Regions from separate parts of the Hordeum vulgare genome. Here region 1 is linked to region 2. The links are chromatin contacts, called in public Hi-C maps. All regions are on one chromosome and are shown on one strand. The core of a region is the stretch at or near the end of the contact, and the rest is flanking DNA. Distances in the headings are between cores, read along the strand shown. Region 1 has its middle 24 kb from the start of LOC123440514. Region 2 has its middle 67 kb from the start of LOC123440514.

Region 1 (4,704 bases), core at 1,529-4,028, 43 kb before region 2:
ATAATGTTTACAAGTCTGAAATTTTTTGGTAATTTAAAAATTTCAGGAGTTTGGGAAAAAGTTCGCAAACACAAACAAGTTTGCAAAATTGAAAATATTATTGATCTAAAAAAATGTTTTTGAAGTTAAAAAATTGTTCGCGAGTTCAAAAAATTCTCAATAGATCACGAACTCAAAAATTGCTAATAAAGTTCACGAGTTCTTAAAATGTTGGCGAATTTTAAAAGTGTTCATGATTTTTATTTAAATGTTCATGAGTTTTTAAAATGTTTCCAAAGTTGTAATTTTTTATACAAGCACGATTTAGTTTTTTAAATTTGAAAAACTGTTCATCTACTTTTTTTTAATGTTAACCAATATTGGTATTTTAACAAATTTGAAAAAAATATTCACAAGTGTGTTCGAAAATTTAAAATGTTTACGAAGTTGAATAATGTTAAACGTATATTTGAAAGAATTCTCCCAGTAATTTAAAATCTTCATTTTGCATTGCAAATTATACATCAAATTGACAAGAATGTTCATGTGTTTTAAGAAATATTTCAGAAAATTGAAATGAAAAAAAAATAAAGTAATGAAATATAAAGTATAGATAAAAAAACTAATAAGTAAATAAAAAATCTAAGAGAAAATATATGAAAACATGGATATAAAAGTATAACAGAAAGAAAAAATTATAATTTGAAAATAAAAACAATCTAGACTGACACTAGACCATTTCAGGAAGACATCATCAAAAAGTAGCTTAATGGCTAGTTCTTTCGGGGTTTATTACCGGCTATGAAAATAAGGTGTTCTCTCTAGTTTATTCTAAAAGCACAACCAAATTTTTTATTTAGTTACCTGCTGAAAAAACTAAAATCTTAGGTTAAAGTTCTACAATAAGTTGGGAGTGGGCAACTTATTTCCAGAACCAGCCATAAGCCCCGAAAGAACTTACCCTAAGAGCATCTTCAAGAGCAATACAAAAATATCGTGCCCAATAATTTTTTTACCGCGTTACTGTAGCATTTTTAAAGCGCGGGGAGCGGAGGATCTCCAACAAACACGCCCTAGTGGTGAGCCCAATCCAGGGACCCCACCGGCAGCAGCACAGAGTCTGCTACGCGCACAAGGCGGCGCACCAAATATGCTACGTGCGATAATGCTTTTCAGCGCGCGTCCAAAAGTTTTTAGCGCGCACTGTTTTGCAGCTTTTGTTGAAGCTATCCGGCGCTCAAAAAATAAATCTTTTAACGCGCGGAACACTTTTTAGGCGTCTGTTGGAGATGCTCTAAGTTTGCTATACCAGAGGGCACAAATACGGGAATATTTCATTTATGGGTGGTCGGAATAGAAATCGTGGTATAACATTACATCAAACCAGACTTAGTGAAAGGTAGCAACATCCTCGCAAGAAAGGCAATATGGCATATACTGCATTGACGAGACAGCATTACTGTAGGGTCTAGGCAGTCATCTAGAAAGCCGGATGTATCCTTGACGTTTAGCCGAAGGGCGCAGCACTTGTAGGAAACATCGGCAGTAGGTAAAAGTGAAGATAAAGGGGAATGAAAGGCAGGGGATCAATTAGAAGTAGGCACCTGCTATGCCGCCGGCTTAGGTTAGGTTGGGTGTGGATGGACGGGAATAGATGCCGGGCTGGGCGTCGACGTCAGGACGCAGTGTCTGTCGCAAGTCCCAACGATGGCAACGAGACCCACCACCGGGCTGGATTGGCCGAGGCCATCATCGCCACCATGATCACAGCTCAGATTCACTCGCTCTCGATGCCCCCTCCACGGCAAAGGAGCAGTACAGTAGTCGGGACGGATCGATCGACATGGCACGACGCCTTCAATTGGAAATGACGGCCACTGTTATCCTGATCATATTCCTAGGTACCTCCTACCACACCTTGCATGCCTCTTCCACCACCACCTGAATCTTGAACCCCACTCCCAACTCCACAGCTGGAGAAAGCAAGAGGTTGTACGCAGTGCGCCCTCGGCGCTTTTCCAAAAGGACAAAGGCGTGCTTTCTAGCCCCGCCCGGCCTTTTTCCATGTTTCTTTCCAAATCCAAAACCCTAGAAAATGGATCAATGGGACCCCCGTTCTACCCTCTTTTGCGTCCGAAACCCCGGTGAAACCCCAAAGGTCAAAGCGCTGCATTTGTTTACTCCGTCACAGGCAGGCAGGCAGGCCAGCCTGTTCCTTGGAGAGCCGCATGCGCATCGGCATGCATGCATCATCAGACGGCCTTCAGAGATGGGAGGAGAAGAGCTTGCTGCGATGTTGTGGGTGCGTGTGATGGGGATGGTTCAGCGGCAGAATCCACCGGCGCCCGTCCAAAACCCCGTTAATAATGAGCGCCATGATTGCCCAGATCCATCGATCGCTGCCTCTGCTGCTGCTGCTGCTCGTGCGCCTTGCTTTCACGAGCCAACACCGGGCCTCAGCTCAGGGGTTCCCCATGCCCGGGTCGCACTGCACCGGCGCCGCCGTCCTACTCTGCTCGCTGCCTGGCGAGACAGCGCCCTGGGTCGCGTCGCCCATGCGTCCAGCGCTTGCTTGGGCCCGACGCGGGCGCTCGTTCGTTCCGGGAAGCCGTCGCGGAACAGCGAGAGATGGGCGCCGCAGCAGCGCGCGGGACGATGATGGGCACGAGGGAGGGACGGCGCCCACCACACGAATGTTCGTCCACACGCGCGATGCTCCGTCACGGTCCAACGGAGGGATGGACCCCCGATCCCCGATCCCATCCCGTGCGCGCGCACGCACGGGCCGCGCGTCCGACCGCGACGGCCGATCGGCGCATGTGCACGCTCGGGGCTCCCCTCCCGTCAGGCTGCACGCCAAGGGGAGCTTTGGTGCTTTGCCCGTTGGAGCAGTGCGCTGGAGGCACCATCATTGAGCACGTAGAACAAAACGGGCGCTCGAGCCCTGGAGTCCAAGCACTCGAGACCGAACCGATCTCTCGCCGCTTGCTTCCGTCGCACTGCTGGCGGTACAGGTTTCCCATCACCTGCACTGCAAGTCTTGGGTAATTATGCCCGCCCCGACAGAGCGCGCACACATGGCAGTCGGGTTGGTCGTCGCGGCCCGCAGAAGCGTCTGAGATAGCGTTCAAAACCTTGGATTGAATAAATGAAGGACTAGGCGGTGATTTGTGGGTGGTTTGTCAAAAGATTCGCGGTGTGGTTGCCGGTCGCTCTTGAGAGGGCAGACAGGGACGTGGATGATGGATCGATTGTAGTTAGAGGCCAAGGTGATGGGAGTTTAATAGTGCCCGTAGGGTAATCTAGCCTATTACTCCTATTAGTAATTATTTTGGCCGAGAACATGCTCAACTTTGTTCTGTAGCTAGCTGTTAAATTAGCCGTCTTATCTTGATCAGTGTACAAGACCATTAACCATTGCATCATGAGCAATTGAACAACTTAGGAAACGGCATGGACTCGGACGACCATGCCACGTATGCTCCTCTCCCATGCCCTTCCGTTTTTTGCCATGTCCACACACTTTCACACCGGAGAATGGAACTAGCTCTAACATGAAAACTTGACACATCAAGTGGCTTCTAGGGAGAATGAACCTTTAAAGCATCTACAACCATGATCGGGCAACCAGCCCGGTCAGTGTTCACTCATTAAAAAGTGATTCAAACGGACGCTTTAAACGAGATTCAAAAGTCCGGGCTCACCAGCATCCTTCATATCCACTCCAAACATGAGGTAGATATGAGATAGCCCGAGCACGCCTACCAGACAGGCCCGGTCCACCCACGACCCCACGGATGTCCCACAAAAAGCCGCATGTGGCTCATCGCTCTGAAATCCTAGCTCACTCACTCTCCTTTCGCGGTCCGTCCTCTTCTCTTCCCGCACTCAATCCGATCGAATCCGACAAAACGTCGAGCTCCGACGATGACCTCGATCCAGAGTATGAGCTTGCCCTCCGCGTCACTTTGGAGCGGTCCAAGGTGGAGACCGGGGGCAACTCCGGCTTGGCAGCCTCGCCGCTTCCCCTCCGGCGTAGCTCGGACGACGGCGCTGGCCCCTCCCCGTCTGTGCGTAGCTTCGGCAGGCGGCCTATGCAATTCTCTCCTCCCCTGCGTCGTGCCCTAGCCCCGACGGCTGCTACTCCCTCACGTGCGCATTGGTGGGTGCTTGTGCCCGTCGTGCCGGCCCGGACACGCACGCTAGAATCGAGGCATGTCCCGCCCGCCGCGAGTGGCAACAGTAAAGGGAGAGGTCACAGGCAGAGCAATCCGTGCGCCGACGCCGCGGGATGGATGCAGAGCTCGACGAGGACGCGCGGCTCCTCGAATGGGTCTACCGTCGATCGCTTACGACCGCAGAGACGGACATGCGACAGCTTCGACAGAAGAACGCGAAGGCGCTGCAGATTGTCATTGAGCAGTCCGAGCGCGAGGCGGCGGAGGTAGCGATGGAGGCGGCTCAGCTCGCCAAGCTCAAGCGAGAGCTCGTCAGCCTCTCCGACGACGATGATGATGACCAAAGCTCCCCGTCCGACGACTCGTTCGATTCCTCACCAGAGCCGACTCCTACAGTTGCATCGACAACCGGAAGGGCAAAGGGCCGGTGAGGAAGTGGTGATTGCCCCGTCTTCATTTATATTTTACCTATGTTTAGCTAGTTCGTAGTTAGGATTTGCCGATGAACTCCGATGAACTATGCTCGTTTTGTTCGGTCAATCCGATG
Region 2 (4,937 bases), core at 2,042-4,541:
GATATAGATATTCGTATAATATGTCGGAACCAATATGTGCATCCAGGTCCCACTATTGGTTATTGACCGGAGAGTGTCTCGGTCATGTCTGCATAGTTCTCGAACCCGCAGGGTCTACACACTTAAGGTTCGGTAATGATATAAGCATAATTGAGTCATTGTGTTGGTTACCTAAGGTTGTTCGGAGTACCGGATGAGATCCCGGACGTGACGAGGAACTCCAGAATGGTCCGGAGGTGAAGATTGATATATAGGATGAAGGTCATCGGAGTCCGGAAGTGTTCTGGGGCACACCGAGGAAGTGAAGAAATACCGAAAGGATTTTTGGGAGGCCCCCAAAATTGTTGGTTGCCTCATGGGCCAAGGAGAGGGGCACCGAAGCCCACTAGAGGGCTCGCGCCGCCCCACACCTCAACCCAGTTCGACCGAAGGGAGAGGCCTCTCCCTAGGGCGGCGGCCAGCCCAACTTGGGTGGCAAGGCACCCAAATGGGAGGGGCCACCCCAACCCTAGTCGTATCCACCTTGGCCGCCGGCCCGTGGGGGAAACCCTAGGGCACCCTCCTCTCCTCCCTCCCCCCTATATATAGAGAGGTAGAGAGAGGGCAGCCACACGACATCTTGCCGCAGCGCTCCTCGTCCTCTCCCTCGTAGTTCTTCTCCTCTAAACATCGAGCAACTAAGCCCTGCTGAGCTGTCACCACCATAACCTCACCACACCGTCGTGGTATTGCAGGACTCGGACTACTACTTCACCATAGCTCGCTGGACCGAGGAGGTGAAGGCGTCACCAAATTGTACGTGTGTTGAACGCGGAGGTGTCGTCCGTTCGACACTTGATCGGGAGTTCGTGGGACCGATCGTGATCGGATCACGAAGACGTACCACTATATCAACCGCGTTCTGCAACGCTTTCGCTTAGCGATCTACAAGGGTATGTAGATTCAGTCTCTCCTCTCGTAGATGTGCATCTCCTACATCGATCTTGCTGAGCGTAGGATTTTTTTTTGTTTTCCATGCAACGTTCCCCAACAATTTGTCCCTCCGATCTAGAGAGATATACTCTTGGCCCTTCGGGGTGATCCGACCTGGATAAGCATGGTCATGCAATTAGGATTATGAGACAATCTGAAGTGTTGATCAGATGACCATGTCGCCTTGAACACGACAACATATATCGTGTGGCAAAGGAAATAGAAGTATGAAGTACAAGTTCGCTTAACCAGCTTCATGGGACACTTGGAGTCGGCAGCTTTGCTAGAGGCCGCCACCGACTAGCCGAGTCGGATGTGATTTGACCCGCGACCAAATGAACGAAAACCTAAGGGGTCACACGCTTAGGGAAGGAACACGTGGGCTTTAGGATCCATGCGAAGCCCAAGAGCTGAGCCCGCACCGGGTGCCTATATATAGTGGAGGTGCGACACACTTATTCAGTTGATCGCTTGGGCGCCATCATTAGGGCTTTGCATGTGTTGCAACTAGCCACCTCCACCCGCCGCCGACTGTGTGATCCGGACCTAGTAGTCCGCCGCACAGTGTTCCTCCTGCACACGCGAATACCTTTAGAGGCGGTGCACTTGCGCCGCTTCGACGAACCTGTACGTGGGATCCGGCGACCGGCTGTTCGAGGAAGAGGATCCGACCACATAGTTGGGCATATGTTGACTCACATAGAAAACCAATTTGTTGTGGCTACCCTTTTCCTTCCAATGTATTGGTTGTAAACCATGTGGCTTTATTATGTCTAGGAATGTGTAATTCGATTAGGTTGTTTGGTTCTGAATGGTAATTCAAATAAAAAATGGACGGGGCGAATCAAATGGGTCGGCTAGTTGGAAATACTCGAAAAAACTCACGAACATGGATGGACGCTGACTAAACTGACAACTCAAACGGACAAAAGCAAACAAAATCCGCATTCGATTGGGTCGTTGTACGGCTATGCCTTGAGTAGCCAGCTTGTTTGGAGGAAAGGGTTGCAAAGATTGAGCTCCATGAAGCTTGCTTTAAATAAAAAATATTCTTTTGAAGTTCAAAAAATGTCAATCTTTTTTCTACAAATACCACATAAGCATATTCTTCAAGTTTGTATAAATTTTTAATCAACTATTTTGATTATTTACATGTTACAAAAAAATGATAAATATCTGGCCCAAATACAAATAAGAAAAAGCCCACTTTAGTATGTGTATTTGTCTTTTTGGTGTACATCACATGTGAATATATATGTTCATTAAATTTTATACATGTATACCTTTTTCAGATATTTTTTTGAGATGTGGAAAAAGTTTTTTTTTGCTGAAAAATAAAATAAAGAGCTCTGTAGAGCCCGGCCTCTGCTAGCACTTTTCGGCCTGCTTGCCTCTTCTTGGTAGAAGAACACTGAAGGTGATTGCTTGTGTGTAAAGGATCAAACGAAAAAACAAACAATACGTTTCATGCTTGTGAATCAATTTACTGCATCCTTTACTCGACATGATGACATGTCCGGACTGGACGACTAACAATAATTTCGCTACCAAGAAATAATTTCGCACACAAGATTGCGATTGAGATAGGTCGACCAAATAATCCAAGGAAAAAAAAGAAAACAGGTAAGAAAAAACGCGATGAAAGTGCAAAACGGGGCCATTTGATTCTGGCACCAAAAGCAGCCTCAAGACATCCTCCACTAGCCAGAGACTGAACTGACAGCGGCTGTTAAATGTCAAGTTTTCGGTTGCCGTCAAACAAAATCCAAGTCCCAAAGCCTGATCATCCACATGTACACCGGGCTCCAGTAACCGTCACTTTGAGAGCCATTAGCTCTTGCTTCCCGGGGGTTGGTTTCCATGCTCTCACATCCCCTCAATCAAATCCTGTTGCCGCCTGCTTGTATTGTATGCATGGCATGCGTGCAGAGGAATGACGACGCGAGTCTGGCACATATGCACTACGCCCGCGCTTTCCTGCTTCAGTGGGCATAAACGTTTTCACCATCACCCGGGGGGCATCAGATACCTTGGGCTTGGAGGATGCTTGTGTCTGGCTTCAAGGAATTATGTGACAGCCACTGTATCTTATCCTGGCGTGGCAGCAGGCAAACACACACCAATACGCCTTTCCATATTTCTCGTACGGAAATAGTAGAGCTTTTTGCCCGGATGGTGAAGTTCCACATCAAAAGCGGGATTTTCATCCGTCGGATTTGCATCGGAATATTTTGAGTTCCTCTCGTGGATGGCGGTACATATTCGGTGTATATTTGCCAGGCATTTTCCTCTCGTTTTCCTCGTCCTTTTCCGCAAATATATTCCTCACGGAAAACAAACGCCTTTTCGCGTTACCATGGGTCGGTCTCCTCTCCTGAAGTACGTATGTACTGAACTACGGAGTAGTGATGAGTGCATGATAAAAAATAATATTTATATTTTAGAATATATGTATACTTATTTTGTTTCGTACGTAGTTCTCTGTTAAATTTTTTAAAAAGACTGATATTTAATAACAGAGGGAGTAGTGATGGGTGCATGTAATGCACGTGTGCCAATCTCGGACGTCCAACAGATCGGAAGAAAGACGAGCCGGCACGCACCACACACCAGCACTATGACGCCGGCATGACGGCCACACCACCACCGTATATATCCTCGATCGCCGGCGCAACGTCGTGGACCGGCCCATCGCCTCCCGTTTGGGTGCGCCGGTGCGCCCTAAAACACGTACACGCTCAGCCTGATTGGCTGCTTATCCACCCAACCCCCGAGCCGGTGGAGCCACCGGGGCCGGCCGGTGTGTTCGTGAGCTGCGCACGCATCGGCCCGTCTCACCGCGCGCTCGGCCGCTTTGGTAGCTTATACCCTACCGGGCACTACGGACCAAAGACGATCCCAGATGGATACTAGACCCTGCTGGATGTAGGTAGAGTGAGGCAGTGGCCAGCCAGGCCAGTGGAGGTGACATGTTCTTGTCCAGTGAGTGCAAGCAATGATGGTCCGTCGCCCGAGCCATGGCGGCATCGGGATCCCCCAGGGGCAGACAGGAGGGAGACAGGCTATCGTAGTGGAGCTGGAGCGGATGGTGTGCCGTGCCGTGCTGTGCTGTGCGTGTAGTAGTGTTTGTTTTGTTTCTATGGCCGTCGGCGTTGGCGCTGCCGCTGCATGCATGCAACTTGCATGCTGCATGCGGCAAGCGTGTTGTGGCGTGGTGTGGTGTAGTGTAGTGCAGATAGGTAGCTTCACGCACGCATGGCCATCGTTTGCGGTCAATCTGGTGGTGTCTTCTCACCTCACCTCCCCACCCACTGACCCACACCCACACTATCTCGCTGCTAGTGCATTTGTGTGTGCTGTGTGTGTGGTAGTACCGGCAGGCAGGCAGCGGCGATGTGCACCGGCGAGCAAGCTTTTGGCGAGGTGGGGAGGGAGGAAATCTAGGCGGCAGCTCGAGAAGCCTTTTGGAGAGTGCGTGGTGGAACTGGGAGGAGAATCATGCGAATCTTGTCGCGGGGAAATAAGCTGCACTGTGTCCCCCGGGAGCAAAGTGATCTTCGGTTGGATGGTTGCGGGCGCTGGTCCATGTAAAATGGTTGCCTCTCTGGAGTACACAGAATCATTGCGTGGTTCAACTCGTCATGATTTTCATCTTGCTGCGTCTTCACAAGTCACCGTTGGCCCGTAATGTCATGCTTCCGCGTGCGTGTCCGAGCCACTGGTTCTGAGACTGAGAGCGAGAGGCACCTGGAAACATTTGATCTGATCCGACGTGGTGGTAGGAACGTGACGCTCAGTCGATGGATCTCCAAATTAAGGTTGGTGCACGGTCGTCGCCCCGTAGAAAAGGCACTAAATGGAGGGTTGTACTCCTTTTTTTTTGGCTTTTTTTATGGCAGGTCATGTCCTGAAAACCTCTGAATAAAGTCAAGTCCTGAAAACACATTCTCTTCTGATTCGTTGGC

Evidence for each region. Hi-C and Micro-C count contacts between places; a contact is called where the count stands out from the background.
Region 1: a contact with region 2 is called in a Hi-C map of leaf, with 5 times the contacts expected there. The contact joins two enhancer-like sites. A contact is called at or near these places in 2 of 6 Hi-C or Micro-C datasets (leaf and seedling).

The regions. Positions count from the first base shown.
Region 1 is chr3H:543,685,130-543,689,833 of MorexV3_pseudomolecules_assembly, reverse strand. No RefSeq gene overlaps it. Among protein-coding and RNA genes, the nearest start is that of LOC123440514, 24 kb to the left of the region's middle. Within about 2 kb of position 2,778, at least 3 of the 3 cell types and tissues checked have open chromatin away from gene starts, as enhancers often do. A contact at or near this core is called in leaf, where this site is marked.
Region 2 is chr3H:543,642,450-543,647,386 of MorexV3_pseudomolecules_assembly, reverse strand. No RefSeq gene overlaps it. Among protein-coding and RNA genes, the nearest start is that of LOC123440514, 67 kb to the left of the region's middle. Within about 2 kb of position 3,291, at least 2 of the 3 cell types and tissues checked have open chromatin away from gene starts, as enhancers often do. A contact at or near this core is called in leaf, where this site is marked.